Regions from separate parts of the Sus scrofa genome. Here region 1 is linked to region 2. A link is a contact called in public HiChIP or PLAC-seq data. All regions are on one chromosome and are shown on one strand. The core of a region is the stretch at or near the end of the contact, and the rest is flanking DNA. Distances in the headings are between cores, read along the strand shown.

Region 1 (5,799 bases), core at 388-2,887, 150 kb before region 2:
TGCCTCGAACATAACCATAGTCACGCTTAGATCCTTAGTCATTTAGTCAAGGTAAGTTCTTTTGAGAGTCTACTTGGTAACAGGCTCTGGACTAGTTATTGGGAGAAAGGGAGGTTACAGTGGTGACAAGTCTTGCAGGCATAAATTCTGGGGTCAAAAAGAGAGAATGAAGATGTAAAGGTTGGTTAATCAATTTGTTGGTGTATTTAGATTAAGTGCTATCAGAAAGATAAAACAATGTGGCACAGAGAGAACTGTGCTATGTGTGTGTGTGCGTGTGTGGGGGGGGTGTGCCTGTGCCCATTCACTCGAGTGGGCAGGGGAATAAAGCCTGCTTTAGCTTTTAGCTAGATGGTCAGGGAAGACCTCGCCAAACATGTGACCTTTAAATCTAAGGACAATCTCTTAGTGCTTCCCCATTGTGGTATCTATACTAGTACAAGGGATACTTTTAGTTGGCATATGGGCAATATTTTTTATACTGGATCAAGCATTTATTTTAATGTGCATTAAAATATAACCATAGCATATAAAAGCTACATCCTCAGAGACATTAATTGCTCAGGACAGGCAAAGTAAGAGCACTGGGGGACCCAGAACCCAGCCATAAAGACCTGGAGCACAGGCATGCTCATGACCAGCTAGGTCACCAGGTGGTGGTGGATCTAGAAGGGCGCTCTTGCTCCCCGGCTCCTCTGCTTAGTACAGTGGTTCTCAACCCAGGGAGAATTTGCTCCCCAGGGAACATCTGGCAATGACTAAGGACATTTTAGCTATCACATTTGAGGGTGCTACTGGCATTTAGTGAGTAGATGCTATTAAACACGTCATTAAACAGGAATGTTATTAAACATGTGACAAAGCATAGGACAGCCCCATACAAAGAATTATCCAGTCCACAATGTCAGGAGTACCAAGGTCAAGAGACCCTCGTCCAGTAACCGCTCTCTTAACCATAAAGCCTTTCTTCTCATTGCTTACTGGCTAACACAACATTTTTTTCCTCTCTTTTCTTTTAGAGCTGCACCCACGGCATGTGGAGGTTCCCAGGCTAGGGGTCAAATCGGAGCTACAGCTGCTGGCCTACACCACAGCCACAGTAAAGCAGGATCCAAGCCGTGTCTGTGAGCTACATACACGACAGCTCATGACAATGCCAGATCCTTAACCCGCTGAGTGAGGCCAGGGATCAAACCTGCAACCTCATGGTTCCTCGTTGGATTTGTTAACTGCTGCATCATGATGGGAACTCCATCGCGTCATTTTTTTAAAAGTCTCACGCAACTGCGACATTCACCTGGCAGTACCCTATGTTAGGGTTTCGAAAAGCGTAAGCTGTTAAGACTCTCCTCAGAGCAGCGATGCCCATTTCGTTCTGGAAGGCAGGGTGTTCTGGGAGGGAACGGTGGAGGTCCCTCTCAATCTCCTCAGTGGCGAGGTTATACTTCCCCATGGACTTCTCCACAAGGTCTTCATAGTAGCCGGGATGCGTGGCCTTCTCGTTGATGGCACCTGGGAAATGCACAAAAGATGCAACCTCAGAGGGTTGAAGGCCCACCCCCGAAACCACAGCTTACTCACCCAGCCTCTTCCCCTTCCCTCCTCTCAGAGGACACTTGTAAGATAATGAAATCCTGTGATGATGTGTGTGTCACAATCATGGCCAGACTGCAAAGTCACTCCTGGTCTCCTTCCTTCTTCCAGCTCCACAGTAAGTCGGCCATTGAGCAACCTCTCTATACAATGAGAGCCTGCTGTGTAGCACTGGGAACTATATCTAGTCACTTGTGATGGAACATGATGGAAGATAATGTGAGAAAAAGAATGTATATGTGTGACTGGGTCCCTTTGCTATGCAGTAGAAAATTGATAGAACACTGTAAACCAACTCTAATGGAAAAAATAAAAATCATTAAAAACATAAAAAATAAAAAAATAAAAGCCTTCCTAAACTATATGAAACCTCTTCCATGTGAAATCTAAAACAAAACAAAACAAAAAACAAATGAGTCTGCAAAACAGAAACAGACTCACAGACATAGAAGACAAACTCCTGGTTACCAAAAATGGGGAGTGGGAAAGGGACAAATTAGGAGTATGGGATTAACAGATACAAACTACTATATATAAAATAGATAAGCAACAGGGATTTACTGTATAGCACAGGGAATTGTACTCAGCATTTTATAATAACCCATAATGAAAAAGAATCAGAAAAAAGATAACGGAATCGCTATGCTTGTACACCTGAAACACTATACTGTCAATTAGCTTATACTTCAATAAAAAATAATAACAATGAATAACAAATAACCCCTAAGGCAGAGGTTTCCAACTTAACACCTGTGTTCCAGGGAACTTCCACAGACAACCCTGGGGGGCTGCTCAGAGAAGAACAGGGAGGTGAGCAGAGCAAGTTGAGCTGAGACTCCACCTGTCTCAGCCCTCCCTTCAACCAGGGCAGCCTAGAGCGTATCTTATCGGAATTTTCCTCAGGATTTCACTTGCAAAAGGAGGTGCTGCCTCTCAAAACAAGTCTGAAAACTGCTTGCGGAAGCTTAAGCTTTGAAGGGCTCAAACAGCCCTAGTGAAGAGTAGGACGAGTTACAGGGTATGTGGAGGGATTTTTAGAATTGCAGGGGTCGAGAGGGTCTTCCCAGGAGTGAGGAGCCACTGCCTTGGAGGGGAGCCTCTCGAGGGTGGCGGCAGGGGGTCGGGCAGAAGGTGGGGGGAGGTTGAGGATGCGCAGGTGAGTGAGGGTCACTGCTTTGAGATATTTGCCTTTTAAGATTCTTGACGCTTCCCAATACAGCACAGAGTACAATATCCGATCTCTTGCGATAGAACATGATGGAAGATAATATGAGAAAAAGAGTGTATATCTATGTATGTATGACTGGGTCACTCTGCTGTATAGCAGAAATTGGTGCCACACTATAAATCAACTCTAATTTTTAAAAGATTCCTTTTTTTGTCTTTTTAGGGCCGCACCCACAACACATGGAAGTTCCCAGGCCAGAGGTCCAATCAGAGCTGCACCCACCAGCCTACACCACAGTCACAGCAAAGCAGGATCCGAGCTGCATCTGAGACCCACACCACAGCTCATGGCAACACCAGATCCTCAATCCACCGAGCGAACCCGAATCCTCATGGACACTACTTGGGTTTGCCACCACTGAGCCACGATGGGAACTCCTTAAAAAAGATTCTTGAAGCCAGAAAAACCTGGATACAAGTATCTAAATCTAGTTAAATATAATTTATGTAAGTACAAATTATATATATACACACACACACATATACATATAAAATACACATACATATATGTACATATTATATAGTTAAACATGTACATGTGTTAAATACACACACGTTTAATGACAGGGTAAACTGATCTGTATTTCACTGATTGGAAATCAGAGCCCGAGGCCGACCCTGTCCTTGCTGCCGATGGTCACCAGAAAGCCAGCCTTCCCACTCACACTTGCCCTGGAAAGGCAGTCTGCTTGATGGCAACTTAACACTGACTTTTGTTCTCTTCTCAAGGGAGAAGTGCAAAGATTTCTGGCCATCTGGCCTGCAACCCACTGCAGTGGTACCCTGAGCCAGGTCCTGGTACAGGGCTCCTGAGAGTCACAGGAAGCAGGGCAGGACCCAGACAACTCTCCTCGTAGGCAGGCTGGCCTCCCCCCGAAGCCCAACCCTCGTGCACAGGCTGGAAGTATGGGCTCTGTTCTCTACCCAAGAGAGGTGGTGTGTGGACCACGTCACACTCTGGCCTCACGTAGCCTGTCACCGATAAAGAAAATGCCAGGTCTAACCCTAAACGTGTCTCAACCACAAGGCTGTGGGCTGCTGTATGCTGTTCTCTCGTGCCCACTGGGAAATTCATTTTCGTCTAAAATGTGGCTGTAGGAGTTCCATGGTGGCTCAGCAGTAACGAACCCAACTGGCATCCATGAGGACGAAGGTTCAATCCCTGGCCTGAATCAGTGGGTTAAGGATCCGGTGTGGCCATGAGCTGTGGTGTGGACTGGCAGCTGCAGCTCCGGTTGGGCCCCTAGCCTGGGAACTTCCATATGCCACACGTGTGGCCCTCAAAAGACAATAAATAAATAAATGTGGCCGTAAAGAACTTCCACTTTGAATAAGGAAGATGAGGACGGAATTTTTTGGCTTCCTCTGGCAGCGATCTGAATCAGGTCATCAAGGTGACTAGTTCATCAAACCCAAGGAAGACAGCAGACTGGATGGTGTGCCTCTTCTCGGGCTGGATTAGTCATTAGAGATGATCTGACTCAAAACTGGGTTTCTATGTAAGAAGCAATGGCTGGGCCACTTGAGGCAAATGAAAAACAAGACATATAAATGAGGACAGAACAAACTAGTTTTATGTGAAACAGATAAAACGAATTGTTTTTTGGAATTCTATCCTCCTACTTTTGAGATGTTAATACATCTCATTATAGGCCATTACCATTTATAGCCACGTTTAGAGAGAGCTACAAGTTTTGTTTTTTTTCTGTCTTTCTTGTAAAAATGACTTGATGTCATTTTTAAAATAAAAGGCTTTGAGAATAGCACTTGCGTCAGACCATCTAGGTTCGAACAAAAATTTTCACATGAGCCTATTTAAAATGATTAAAATGATTATACTTCAGGGCCCCAGCCAGGCAGAGCAACTGATTTACATACTAAAGACAGGTGACACCCAAAGGAATGCTCTGATGTTTGTGACAGAATAAAGCCCTGGGGAACACTGGCTGCTTGAGGCTGAAGCAAGGAGCTGTGGGCTTAGCCTGAAGGACCTCTGGTTTCTGCGGCAGGGCTCAAAGGTTTAACCTGATGGCATTATGTTTGGGCACGAGCCTGGTGGTGGACCAGTTATGATAGACACAGCTTCCGCATGGGTCCAGGACACATCCGCTGCTGTCCTTCCTGGCACCTCCAACTTGAAGTGTAACTATGATCCCGATAGGTGTCCTGTCCTAGGGCCAATTCTGGCCTCTCTTCCTCATCTCCTGTGATAACCAGCAAATTCAGGAGGTGGCAGAAATCAAGGACGAGGTTCTCTCATGCCCCTCTTTCTACCTTCTTCTCACCCCAGTGGCTGTTCTGACCCTATGCCACACCTCAGCATCCTCAGTGAGGCTGACGCCGCCAGGAGGAGGGAAAAAAGGACTCCAAAAATCAAGAATTATACTTTTTCTTCGGGTTCTGTTCCTTCCTAAATAGCGTTGGTGAAGAAATGGACGAGGTTATGAGGACTCAAGGGGCGATGGCTTTAACATCTGGACTGTTGACTACGTGTCCCATATTTTATGGAGGGGAGAGGAATGGAAGGCTTTCCAACACCCTGGCAAGGAGCAGTGACTTAGCACTGAATCTGGGGTGTGCATATTTGAAAGCATCCTGGTGCATGAAGAAAGGGGGGAGGGCAGCCTGGGATCCCGCACACTCTGGGGCCAGTGCTCCCAGCGCAAGCTCGGCCGTACCTGACAGCAGCAACCAGAGCTCCCCACGCATGCTCTCCGGCACGCCCTTTAGCACGAGCTCCCGGGTCTTTTCCGTGCGGTACATGCAGATCCCTTGCCCATACTCAGCAAAATGAATCTTCCAGGCTTGCTCTTTCAAAAACTCTTTGGCCTGCAACGGATAATGAAACATTACGACATCCCCAAGTACTTCAAGGATGGAAAGGACAAGTTGGATGGAAGGCCCGAACATGTCCCCTGGTGAGCAGGACTGTTAAGTTCTGCGTGGAATTCATGAGAACGAAGAACTCAGATTTTTCCA
Region 2 (5,867 bases), core at 3,062-5,561:
TTCTGTTAGGCACAGGTTTCTGTTAACCCTGTGGGGCATGGTTTCAAAGTCACAAGCAGATAATAAAGGAAAGAAGGAAAATGATCTTTGAGGTTCAGACATATTCCTAGAATGATTCACCACATGGCAGCAGAATTCTGGGTATACATTTTCCCTTGCCTTATCAAGAATTCCCATCTTTAATTTTGTTTAAGATTTAAACAGGGTGAGTTCCCATTGTGGCTCAGCTGATTAAGGACTTGCATCCATTTTTAGTTGATTTTTGAATAAGGTGTGAGAATTAAGTCAAGATTTATTTTGGGGGTGATTTTGAGGGGCTGCTAAGGATGTCCAATTACTCCAGCATTATTTGTTGAAAAGGCTGTTTTTCCTCCACTGCGCTGCTTTCACACTTTGTCAAATACCACTTGGGCATACTTGCATGGGTCTATTTCTGGCTTTGCTGTGCTGTTCCATTGTCACACATGCCTATCCCTCTAACACACCACACAGTCTTCATCAATGTGGCTCTCTAGTAAGTTTTGGAAATGACTAGACTGATTTCTCCAGGTTAATTTTTTTAATTCTTAAAGATCTTCTAGTTTCTTTGCCTACCAATATAACTTTTAGAATAATCTTACCTCTATCTACAAAAAAATCTTTGGTAGCATTTTGATAGGAATTGTGTTAAACCTGTATATCAACTTGGGGAGTTGATACTACCAGTTTAAGACAACTCCCAACCAAATTGTAGACTTGAAAGTTTCAGGAAAATAAAACAGACACTGGAGAGTTTAACCAGGCACCAGGCAGCTGTGCGCCAGGATTGGTCTATGTGGGATGAAAGGCTTTGCAGCCTAGACTATTACAGGGTGACTCTCCTATTACACTTCCTATTTTTTTTTTAATTTTTAAATTTTTTGTCTTTTTGCTATTTCTTTGGGCCGCTCCTGTGGCATATGGAGGTTCCCAGGCTAGAGGTCTAATTGGAGCTGTAGCCACTGGCCTACACCAGAGCCACAGCAACACGGGATCCGAGCCGCATCTGCAACCTACACCACAGCTCATGGCAACGCCTGATCCTTAACCCACTGAGCAAGGGCAGGGACCGAACCCGCAACCTCATGGTTCCTAGTCGGATTCGTTAACCACTGCGCCATGACGGGAACTCCTAGACTTCCTATTTTATGTGGCTTCTGGGCTTTGACTTCTCTCTTCTTCTCTCCAGAAAGCCACAAAATGAAAATCCCATGTTTTTAGGGTGAATAACTAGATCCTCCAAGATCAAAAGAAGCGTCTGTTTTTATTTGCACTTCTGGGATCCTGAGTTCTCCTTCATTGTAGGCTTGGTAATTTTTTTTTTTTTTTTTTGTCTTTTTGCCTTTTTGCCTTTTCTTGAGCCTCTCTCGCGGCATATGGAGGTTCCCAGGCTAGGGGTCGAATCGGAGCTGTAGCCCCTGGCCTACGCCAGAGCCATAGCAACGCGGGATCCGAGCCTCGTCTGCGACCCACACCACAGCTCATGGCAACACTGGATCCTTAACCCACTGAGCAAGGCCAGGGATCGAACCCACAACCTCATGGTTCTTAGTAGAATTCGTTAACCACTGCGCCACGATGGGAACTCCAGCTTGGTAATTCTTTACTATCTGGTCAGTTCTTTCGTTTTTTAAAGGTGTATTATATACATATCATCCCTATTTATTTCTACTTTATCCTGTTTAAAAAAGAGAATGGGATGGGCTTTGTTAAGTGAGTAAGTGTCATAGAACCTACACACTGTGGGCAAAGATATTATATTTTATTTTTCATCTCTCTGGCTTCTTTTCTTCTGAGGTCAGCAGGAATGGGTTTTCATCTCATTAGAGGTAGTAAATTCTGAAATCTAAGAGTTGTTTTTCTAAGACTGTGTGTGGGATATGGGATAAATGAATAATTAATAGATATCGTCATTCTGTCATTCTTTTGTGTCCTTGAGATTCAGAATTCTCATTATAGAATAAAGATGCATACAGATGAAACAGACACATTTAAAAGCTTTGCAGTACTAGACTTGAAGTAGAAGTAGCAGGATAAACTCAGGAGGTTTTAAAAAATTGTAGGTATCACTGAAGAGGCATAGAAACAATAACCAAGCTAGGAGCAATGAGTATGATGAATGCTTAGTGGCCTATTATTTCTTAGACCTATAGCTAATTCCATCTTTGGAGCAGGAAATGTACAAGAAGATTCTGGAACATTTCTTTATGTCAGAGAGTGAGAAAGCTCTTGAAGGATAGTAGTGTAGGAAGGACTTTGGACTCAACTCAAAGAGACTCCCATTGGCCAAAGATAGGACAACTTGAGCTTCTCACAGCAAAGTCTAAGCTAAAGAGTTATCCCAATTGGTGTAGCCCAGCTTAGCAGCGTCCTGCATGGAGCATGGCTTTCTCTGGTGTCTATTATAGATTTCGCTCTTTAGGACTTTGCTTTGCTAAGGGAAGAGATGAGCTGAGTCTAGAGCTGCCTTTTCCAAGTCCCTTGTTTAGTAAGAATACATTATCTCACCTGAATTAATACTTTTTGTCTGCTCCTCATCAATGCTGGCATCCTGGAAAATGGTTCTTTATAAAATATGCCCCTTTAATGACCAGTCTCAAAGTTTTTGTTTTACGTGATTTAATCTTATCCTTTTCTATAATTTTCCCTATATTTTGCAGCTAATATTTAAATGTCTCATTTATACTATTTTCCCCAAATCTCCCAAATAGCCTGGTGTACAGTAATCACATATTCCTAATTCTAATTCCTGGGTGAAATTGTTTATTTTTTTTTTCTTTTTGGATGAAAAGGATAAAACAGGTAGGTGGGGAGCAGGTTGATCCTTCAGTCATTTATTGTGCAAATACATATAGCCAGCCTGCTCTGAGCCAGGTCCTGTGCTGGGCACGGGGATACACGGAGAATAAAAACATGAACCTTAATCCCAAGGTATGCGCCGTCTAGAGAGGAAAATCAATACTCATCTAACAATCACATGAGTGAATTATTCATGCCGAGCATTGTCTCATACTATGTTGAGCACACACAGGTGACCTGTCATTAGAGCTATGAAAGCAAAGTACAGGGTGCTCTGTAAGCTTTTAGCAAAAAAGGCTGCCTAACCTAGAGCTGAGAGATGCTTCCTCCATGGGAAAGCGGCTGAGCCAAGATCCCAAGGAGCACAGACTGAACTAGAAGAAGGGGAGTGGGGCTGGAACACTTGGAGTGAGTGGGGAGTGGTATGAGATAATTTTGAGATGCCAGAGCCTGCAGGACTTAGGAGGTCAAGTTAAGGATTCCGTTTCATTTTTTTGTTTTTGTTTTTGCTTTTCTTTTAGGGCTGCAGGTGTGGCATAGGGAAGTTCCCAGGCTAGGGGGTCGAATTGAAGCTACGGCTGCCGGCCTATGCCACAGCCACAGCAACATGGGATACGAGCCCCATTTGTGACCTACACCACAGCTCTCGGCACCACTGGATCCTTAACCCAGTGAGTGAGGGCAGGGAGGAATCCAAGTCTTCATGGATACTAGTTGGGTTCATTTCTGCTGAGCCACAATAGGAACTCCAAGTTAAGGATTCTGTACTGTACTTGGACTTAGTAGAAATGGGAGGACATTAGAAGATTTTAATTGTGTGTGTATGTGTGTTTGTGTGTGTGTGTTTATATAGAGGCTGATCTTGGTGCTGTGCTTTTTTTTGTCTATTCCAGAGGCATGCGGAAATTTCCAGGCCAGGGATCGAAACGGAGCCACAGCAGTAACCTAAGCCATGGCAGTAACAACATTGAGTCCTTAACTGTCAGGCCACCAGGGAACTCCTTTCGGATGTGCTTAAGCTAAACGATTAAATGCATGCGCTGTCTTGTGAAATGCTTCATGGAATAAGATATTTGTGGCCAATCAGTGAATACATGATACTCTAAGCACGTTTCTTCCATGTGACTTTGCAGCAACATAAGTCTGGCCAGGGAGAGGGCATTTCTAGTTTTGTCAGTTCTAACCTGCTTCTCAGTGGGGGAGACAAATTTTCAGTAATACATAAACCTAAGTGTTCTGTCTTCTGGTTTAGTCCAATACACATTCTTTCTTCTCTAATACACCCTCTACCTCAGCCATGTTGGTTGGTGGCATCTGTCCCCCTTCTTACAAGGGTTACTGGTACAAGGGTTACTGGACAAGATTTCGGAATAGTTATTCTTTCTCAAAATTACCCTGCAAACTCTGTTTCCAGCGAAGCCACACACCTCTGTTCTCCAATGCCAGGGCCCCTCTTCCATTCAATGGTCAACTGAGCCCCCTACTGGGAGAAACAGTGCAACTACACAAATACCATCAGAAGGCAAGTGCTCACTATCACTGGTGCATTACCATCCAATGCTAACTGTCTTTCCTGTGCACCGGCTAAGAAACCTACTTTTTACACTAGTTTGAAGTCCTTTGCAGTCACTCAGACATATAATTACAAATAATTAGCTTTTCATTCTGTGCATTTCCCAATGATTCTGAAGAGTCATTGTAACAGTTAATACCAAATAGATTTATGGTCTTGAAAAATCTGGAACTGATGTTAAGAAAGAATTCGATCCAGTATCCTGCTTCAAGAACTTCTAACCTATTCATGATGCTGAGTTATCTATTCTATTCCCAATATTTCCAAGGAAGTGACATCACAAGAGCATAAAAAAACAATTTCTCTGTTTCTAGCAATTCTTTGGGTTCACAGAATTGATAAATATCTCTTTTAAAATTTATTTTAGAATACTTTTAGACTTCTGGAAACATTACAAAGATAGTACAGAGCATTCCTGTTGTCTCTCACCTTATTTTCCCTCTTAATATCTGATATTACCCTGGTACATTTGTTGCAATTAAGGGATCATCGCTGGTACATTCCTGGGAACTAAACTCCAGCTGTTTTCCAGATTTCACTCATTTTCCCTTAATATCCTTTTTCTGTCCCAGTATCCCATCTCCAATACCACATTACACTTCATCTTCTTGTCTCCTTAGACTCCTCTGATTTCTGAGAGTTTGTATAACTTAGATTTTGATAGTCTTGACCACTTCGAGAATACCAGTCATTGATTTGGAAGAATGTCCCTTTGCATGGACTTGCCTGGGTTTTTTTTATTTTGTTTTTTAATTTTCCTTTTTTGTGTGTGTGTGTGTGTGACCGTGGCATGCAGAACTTGATGTGGGATCTTAGTTTCCAGACGAGGGATTAAACCCAGGCTGTGGTGGTGAAAGTGCAAGTCCTAACCACCAGACTACCAGGAAACTCTCTTAATTATAATTTTATTATTTATTGTTTGGGTCTATTTCCTTTATATATTCACTTGACAACCTTTACCTTAATATCTCTAATTTTTCTCTTATTTTCAGTGTGCATTGCTGCTGTAAGATGAGGCTTGCTAATAATATCACCTAACATCTGCAATATTGGTTCTATTCTAAATCTTAGCTATTTGAAAATTTTATCCCAAACACAGGGACGATACTCTAAACCTTCCCTACTATATATATTTTTTTAATTTAATTTTTTTCTTTTTTTGGCCACACCCATGGCATCTGGAAGTTCTGGGTCAGAGATCAAATCCAAGCCCCACCACAGAGACAATACTGTCTCCTTAACTCGTTGTACCACAGCAGGCACTCCCAAACCTTCCCTACTTTTTTATTAAAAAATTTTTTTTTGGTCTTTGTCTTTTTAGGGCTGCACCTGCAGCATATGGAAGTTCCCAGGTTAGGGGTCGAATCAGAGCTGTAGCTGCCAGCCTACACCACAGCCATGGCAACACTGGATCCTTAACCCACTGAGCGAGGCCAGGGATTGAACCCTCGTCCTCGTGGATACTAGTTGGGTTCTG

The links. HiChIP or PLAC-seq counts read pairs in DNA pulled down with a chosen protein or histone mark.
Region 1: a contact with region 2 is called in an H3K27ac HiChIP or PLAC-seq map of alveolar macrophages. The contact joins two enhancer-like sites. A contact is called at or near these places in 3 of 5 promoter capture datasets (fetal liver, fetal skeletal muscle and liver), 29 of 47 Hi-C or Micro-C datasets (adipocytes, adipose tissue, alveolar macrophages and 17 more) and 2 of 2 datasets of contacts at active chromatin or transcription factors (alveolar macrophages and skeletal muscle).

The regions. Positions count from the first base shown.
Region 1 is chr8:86,485,344-86,491,142 of Sscrofa11.1, reverse strand. It overlaps TBC1D9 (TBC1 domain family member 9), which reads right to left. Exons shown (of 21, transcript XM_021101555.1): 9 at 5,499-5,649; 10 at 1,298-1,512. Among named protein-coding and RNA genes, the nearest start is that of UCP1, 34 kb to the left of the region's middle. Within about 2 kb of position 1,637, at least 4 of the 83 cell types and tissues checked have an H3K27ac peak or open chromatin away from gene starts, as enhancers often do. A contact at or near this core is called in alveolar macrophages, where this site is marked.
Region 2 is chr8:86,342,860-86,348,726 of Sscrofa11.1, reverse strand. No RefSeq gene overlaps it. Among named protein-coding and RNA genes, the nearest start is that of TBC1D9, 57 kb to the left of the region's middle. Within about 2 kb of position 4,311, at least 2 of the 83 cell types and tissues checked have an H3K27ac peak or open chromatin away from gene starts, as enhancers often do. A contact at or near this core is called in alveolar macrophages, where this site is marked.